2 separate regions of the Mus musculus genome follow, and region 1 is linked to region 2. A link is a contact called in public HiChIP or PLAC-seq data. All regions are on one chromosome and are shown on one strand. Each heading gives the region's core, a stretch centred on a gene start, on an enhancer-like site or on the middle of the called end of the contact. The rest is flanking DNA. Distances are from core to core; before and after follow the strand shown.

Region 1 (3,314 bases), core at 75-2,574, 620 kb after region 2:
CATGTTTAAGTACAGTATATTTACATCGTTGTGTAGCTATAATTGGTAAATAGTAATTTAGTAAGTGAATTACCAAACTGGATGGCAATTCTGTATTTTTTTTAATGAAGGTCCTGCTGATTTCCATAGCAACAGCATTATTTTACATTCCTACCAGCATTTCCCATTTTCACCAACACTTGCTATCTTCTGTTTTTGCAAACAGCCATCACAATTGTTGTGCTCAGTAGGTTTTGACAAATACAAACATTTGACCATAATGTCCTTGAACATCGGTCACCATAGGAAAGTTTCCCAGTGCCCTCATTTGCCCTTCTGCCTGTCCAGTCAGTTTCTGATCCTGCAGCACCAAGGCTTAGGTCTCTTTAACTGCTTGTTTTGTTCCATATCATATTTGTACCACATCACAATGTCTTTTTCCTTTTAAGATTATTTTTAATTACATGTGTGAGTGCAGGTGCCCTTGAAGGCTGGAGGCACCAGATCTTCTCCTTGGATCTGGAGGTGCAGAGGGTTGTGAGATGCTCAGTGTGGTGCTGGGAATTGAACTCAGGTCCTCTGTGAGAGCAGTACACGCTCTTAGCTAGTGCACCATCCCTCTAGTCCCCTCCATAGTATTTGGACTACAGGAGAGTTAATCTTGATCTTAGGCAATGGGACTCTACCAATTTAACCTTTGTCAGGACTGCCTTGCTTTTCTGGTTCTTTGCAATTCCTTTTAAAATTTAAAGTCACTCATCTTAACATCTGAAAGGGGATTTCACTGAGTCCATATGCTAAGTTGGAGACCCGCTGATTCTGAAATATGGCTTTCTCTCTTCTTAGCTGCATTAGGACTAAGTAGCTTTTCAGGCTTTTCTTTTCAGACTTTTCTTGTGTATTTTTGTAAGATACAAGGAAGATATTTTTAAAAGTATTTTATGTGCTTTATAGCTTTTAACTTAGTATCTCTTTAAACTTCATTATGTAATTATTCACTGCAAGTGTAAATGTAATTTGTAACATTGTTGTGTATCTTGCTGAGTTTGCATCTTAGTTCTACTGAGTTCTAAGAGTCTATAGGATTTTACAAACTAGCATCTGTTAATATTTTTCAACTTAGACGCCTTTTTTTTTCTTTTTGTCTTATTGCACACTGTGTGATACAAATAACGAGTGAATGTGAGCTCAGATATCCTTGCCCTGATTCTGTCCTATGGGAAAAGAATTTAATGTTTGGTTATTAAGTGTAATGTTGGCTGTAGCTTGCTCTGCAGTGCCCTTTATCAGACTGAGGAAGCTCCAGGGTCTTTCCTGTGTGCTCTATATTAGCATTCTACTGATGTGTATCCGGCCTCTGACTGGTGGCCAGCAAGAGTCTAGGTTCTCCCAAGCAGTAACCAGGACCTGCCCTACCTAACTTCCAAGACCAGGATATTCGGGGTTAAATGAGAGTAGTAGATCAGACACTCATCTACACAATAAAGCAAAAACAGAACAAAAGAAAAGCCCAGTGTCAAAGCCCTCAGACTCTACAGTGATTCTAATCTCGAGTGAAGCCCTTTGTGGCTTCGGTACCACCGAGTTTGCTGGGGTAGACATTTTTTCATTTGACCAATCCAGAGCAGAGCCACTTGTCTTTCTTTCCTGGACAGACTTTTAAGATGGGACATGACAGTCGAAGTCTGTGGAGTGCTGGGGTCACTGACAGTGACCAGTGCGATGACTTTGGCTGAGTGACTGATGGAGATAATCGGGTGAGTAGCTCAAATAATCTCTGATTTCACAAACTGCCCATTATTAACCAAAACAAGCTGTTTGTTCTCTCAGGCTCAGCTCAGAAGCTGCCTTGTCCAGCAATCTGTCAGCTGTGAGTAACTACAAGTATGACTGTTGTATAAACGTCTGTGCCGGTGGCTCAGGGCCAGAGACAGTGGTTTTACTTTCCACACCTTTGGATTGCGTTCTTGTGAGCCATTGTGGACATCAGGAGGTATGCATGACACTGGCGGATCTCTGTCAGCTTATCATTTTATTTTATTTTATTTTATTTTATTCCCTGTAACTCTTGATTAGCAGGACGGTCTGAACATTGTCCTTGCTTGATCCTTGCTGTCTCAGACTGATGGCTGACTCCTTGTGAGTAAAGCTGAATTCCCTTTGACTCCTGTTCACCCAACCATAGCCCCACTGCTCACCATGCTCAGCTGCTCTCACTAAACCTGTCACTACTGCTTCTCTCTGTGCACAAGCCAAAAACACACACTCTTCCATTAGGACAGAAAGCAGCTTAGAATGTACATGCATCGTAGATGTCATGTATGCCTAATGATTTATTTAATAGGATAAGTTCCAAAGCTGCCCCGTGTCTGGTTTGCTCCTGATGTGCTCTGAACCATCCTTAGCCATCTTGGATCTTGTACTGGCCAGTACTCTGACCCTGAGAGAAAGAATCTACTGTTGACTGATGCCCACGGGCTAGCACACTGCTGGTTGGTCATGGAGAACTACCTCCATTTCCCTCTGCCCTGAGGCCACATATAAGGAAGACATTCTTAAAGCCAGACAGAAAGGATCTTCATATCCAGCCCTGTATGTTATGTTGCTAAATCCTCATCATAAGAGCAGGTGAAGCTTTAGAAGACCATAGCTGGAGTCAGATTCACTTTCCTTGCTTCTGGTGCGCACATTTCCTGTGTTCTGCTGTGGGTGAGGATGCACTCGCTGTGGGTGAGGATGCACTCGCTGTGGGTGAGGATGCACTCACTGTGGGTGAGGATTGACTCTCTGAGGGTGAGGATGCACTCACTGTGGGTGAGGATTGACTCTCTGAGGGTGAGGATGCACTCACTGTGGGTGAGGATGCACTCCCTGTGGGTGAGGATGCACTCACTGTGGGTGAGGATGCACTCGCTGTGGGTGAGGATGCACTCACTGTGGGTGAGGATGCACTCGCTGTGGGTGAGGATGCACTCGCTGTGGGTGAGGATGCACTCGCTGTGGGTGAGGATGCACTCGCTGTGGGTGAGGATTGACTCTCTGAGGGTGAGGATGCACTCACTGTGGGTGAGGATGCACTCACTGTGGGTGAGGATGCACTCGCTGAGGGTGAGGATGTACTCGCTGTGGGTGAGGATGCACTCACTGTGGGTGAGGATGCACTCACTGTGGGTGAGGATGCACTCGCTGTGGGTGAGGATGCACTCGCTGTGGGTGAGGATTGACTCTCTGAGGGTGAGGGTGCACTCACTGTGGGTGAGGATGCACTCACTGAGGGTGAGGATGCACTCGCTGAGGGTGAGGATGCACTCACTGTGGGTGAGGATGCACTCACT
Region 2 (3,466 bases), core at 9-2,508:
CCTCCAAATTGAGAAAGCATGGAGTTTTTTAAGATGCGTTTGTTCAGACTCCACTAGGACCTCAACTGTAGGGAGGAGTAAAGTGTAGAAGGATACTAAGAGGTAGTGCTCCTCCCTGTGCCAGAAGGCCTCACAGATTGCAGAGGGATTCCTATGTCGGCTCACTGTGTTAGATGTCTCCTTCACTGGCAATTGTAAAGGAAAGCATCGTGGTATTGGAAGCATATGGCAAGGACTAGTGTTGATTTCCTGATACACGGAAGGTAGAGAGATGATGATGATGGTGATGATGATGGTGGTGGTGGTGGTGGTGATGATAATGATGGTGGTCAGTCTACAGGATCTTTCTCTAAAAACCCTGTAACATACATCCAGAAATATGCCTTATGTAGGCAACGTAGATCTTTCTCTTAAGCAAACAAAGAAAAACCCATGGTTTGTTCTATGATAAATTTATGCCTATAATCTACAAAGTGCTTGGCTTTTAAGAATCATATATCAATTGTTCAAAGGACTTGGAAATTGGTTTCACTATGACATTTGCATTTAATGTACTTCAATCATATTCAGCCCTGTACTTTGTCCCCTCCCCCTCTGCTTTCTCTATCCCTGACATTTCACTCTTTCTTTTGTTGATTTCCACTTTCTGTCTACATAATGAGGCAAAGTCTTGTCTCTTTGAGTCTGGCTTTACTTTTCTGAATGTGGGTCACTTGCAGCCATACCCATTTTCTGATTCCAGTGAAATGACTTCATTTCCCTGATGGCCAAATAATTCTCCTTGGTGTGTATAGACCATGTTTTCTTTATATGTTCACCTGCTGATGGATTCCTGCCTTGTCCTGTAATTGGCACTTGAACAGCCCAACAACAACAACCACAACAAACTGTCTATGCTATGCAGGTGTCCCTCTGGGAAGGGACGCTGACCAGGACTGATTAAAGAATAGACTCATTGCTTATTTTCCGTTGCTATGATAGAACACTCTGAGACTGAGATAAGCCAGAGAAGAAGAAGGTTTATTCAGGAATTGTGGTTCCAGAGATATCAATAGGAGTCTGTCACTACCAAGGTCGAGAGCACCACAGCGGGCAGGGAGGAATGGCCCTGGAGCAGCAGAGAGCTCTGGTCTCCACCCACATAAAGGAAGCAGAGGGAAAATTCCTGGAAATTCAGGAGGCTTTGAAAACCTCAAGTCCCGCCCTGAGGGACTATTCAAATGCCAAGACTTCTTAGGACCATCTTATTCAAACACCCAACTCAGGAGGCAGGATCAATCTGTTTCAGAGATTCCACAGAGGCTGGACCTATTTCCTTCCAAAAGAGAGTGAAAGGTGCTGCCTTTCCCCTGCACCACCCCCAGAACCTGCTGCTTTGTTGTTGTAGAAGTTGATGTTGCCTTTCTGCCTGGGGACTCCAGTACAGCTATGGTTTGCATTTCCCTAAGGACTAAAGGGATCACTCTGTTTTGTTTTTTGTACACATTTGTTGCAGCTTGTGCTTCTGCATCTGCAGTCTCTTGTTTCCCTGACCCACTTGCTGGTTGTTACTTGCCTTGCATTGGTTACATTTTTACTTCTTGTGTGTTGGATTCCATTCTGTAGACAGGTAGGTGCTTTCTTCATTCTGCCGTCCGACTCTTCACCCCCATCTTAATTTTTTAAATATTTTATAATCTTTTTAGCTTGATGCGATTCCATTTGATATTTCCTGCCTGTGTGCCTGGCCCAGGAGTTCTGGTCAGAGCACTGCTTCTGCCTAGCTCTTGAGGTTGTCCCCTCATGCTTTCTTCTGAGAGTTTCAAAGTTTTGTGTCTTATAAGAAGGCTTATCCATTCTGAGGCAGGTGTGTGTGTGTGTGTGTGTGTGTGTGTGTGTGTGTGTGTAGTTGTGATCACTGTGCAAGCATGTGCAGAGACCAGAGGTAGACATTCTATGTCTTCTCCTACAGTCCACCATAGTTTTGTAGACAGGGTCTCTCACTGAAGCTACATCTTTCATTTTGGCTAGACTATAAGCTCTCAGGGATCTACATCTCAGCCCTGCCCAAATGCTCAGGGTACAGGAACAAGCCCCATTCAACCAAAATAGGCTTCCTATCACAGTCCCACAGTGCAGGGTATCTGATCTTGGTCCTCACGTTTATGCAGTAGGCGCTTTACCTCCTGAGGCATTTCTGCATCCCCCGGAGAGAATTGTCTTCAGGTGAGAGATACAGATATAGTTTTAGCTTTGAATGTGCCTGCCTAGATAATGTGATAAGAAAAAGCCAATTAAAGATGAAAACCAAATTGAGCAGTTACACTTGTTATTATGGAGATCATTATAGACTGTGAACAATACATGTTCATTTGCCGTCACTAAGACACCCATGGTTCCCACACGGAAATCATCCTTAGCAGAGTTGAAGTAGTTAGATGTACCTACTTTTAAAGGAGCTTTGGTGTACTTTACAGTTGTGTGCATGTAAATGATTGCAAGCACTCAACCAATGTTGATTTTTCCAATACATAGACAAGGAAATGATATATTTATCCAAACCAATGTTTTTGTCTTAGTGTTTTACTGCTGTGAAGAGACACCATGACCAAGGCAACTCTTAATAAGGACAACATTTAATTGGGGCTGGCTTACAGGTTCAGAGGTTCATTCTATTATCATCAAGGCAGGAACATGGCAACATCCAGGCAGAGATGGTGCAGAAGGAGCTGAGAGTTCTACATCTTCATCTGAAGGCCTCTAGTGGAAGGCTGACCTCCAGGCAGCTAGAATAAGGGTCTTAAAGCCCACACCCACAGTGAAACACCTACTCCAACAGCCAACAGGGCCACACCTTCTAACAGTGCCACTCCCTGGGCCAAGCATGTACAAACAGTCACAGTTGGCAATTAGTTTTCACTCCTTTGTGCTGTCTATCCAGTGCCACTGTTATTATCATACACAGAGCATACCATGAAGTTAGTAACATTTAATGTGTCACTGTGTAAGTGAATACTTACAGGTATGATTCATAAATTTCAACATGTCTGCTTATCAAAGAACACATCTTAAAGTTACAGCCAGAAAATAATTTCAATCAGACCTTCTAGCATTAATTAAGTACATTTATGTCTTAAGTGTATTAATAATATTAAATTATATGTGACATGTCTGAACTATTGCCCGGTCATGTGCAGCATGAAACCTACATAACAATAGATTTTACTATTAACTTACAAGCTGATTCTTTAAATATATGAGTTTTATTTTATTAATGAAAATAAGAGAGAAGGGTACTGGCATTAAATGTATTGCCAGTAATTTACATAAAATTACTATATATTTTAATTTTTTATGTGTATGAGTATTTGACTGCATTTATATGCGTTCTCCATGATGTGTGGGATTGTTGCCTACTCAGACAGTCCAGAAGGGCTGGGACAAATCTGCCACTTTATCGAGGCGATACTGACAGCCCTGGTGAGTC

Evidence for each region. HiChIP or PLAC-seq counts read pairs in DNA pulled down with a chosen protein or histone mark.
Region 1: a contact with region 2 is called in an H3K27ac HiChIP or PLAC-seq map of embryonic stem cells, with 3 times the contacts expected there. The contact joins two enhancer-like sites. A contact is called at or near these places in 3 of 115 datasets of contacts at active chromatin or transcription factors (embryonic stem cells and large pre-B cells).

What each region holds. Positions count from the first base shown.
Region 1 is chr19:58,571,082-58,574,395 of GRCm38.p6, forward strand. No RefSeq gene overlaps it. Among named protein-coding and RNA genes, the nearest start is that of 1810007D17Rik, 34 kb to the right of the region's middle. Within about 2 kb of position 1,325, at least 7 of the 459 cell types and tissues checked have an H3K27ac peak or open chromatin away from gene starts, as enhancers often do. A contact at or near this core is called in embryonic stem cells, where this site is marked.
Region 2 is chr19:57,955,478-57,958,943 of GRCm38.p6, forward strand. The region is part of intron 27 of Atrnl1 (attractin like 1); the gene reads left to right. Among named protein-coding and RNA genes, the nearest start is that of Gm52385, 31 kb to the left of the region's middle. Within about 2 kb of position 1,259, at least 5 of the 459 cell types and tissues checked have an H3K27ac peak or open chromatin away from gene starts, as enhancers often do. A contact at or near this core is called in embryonic stem cells, where this site is marked.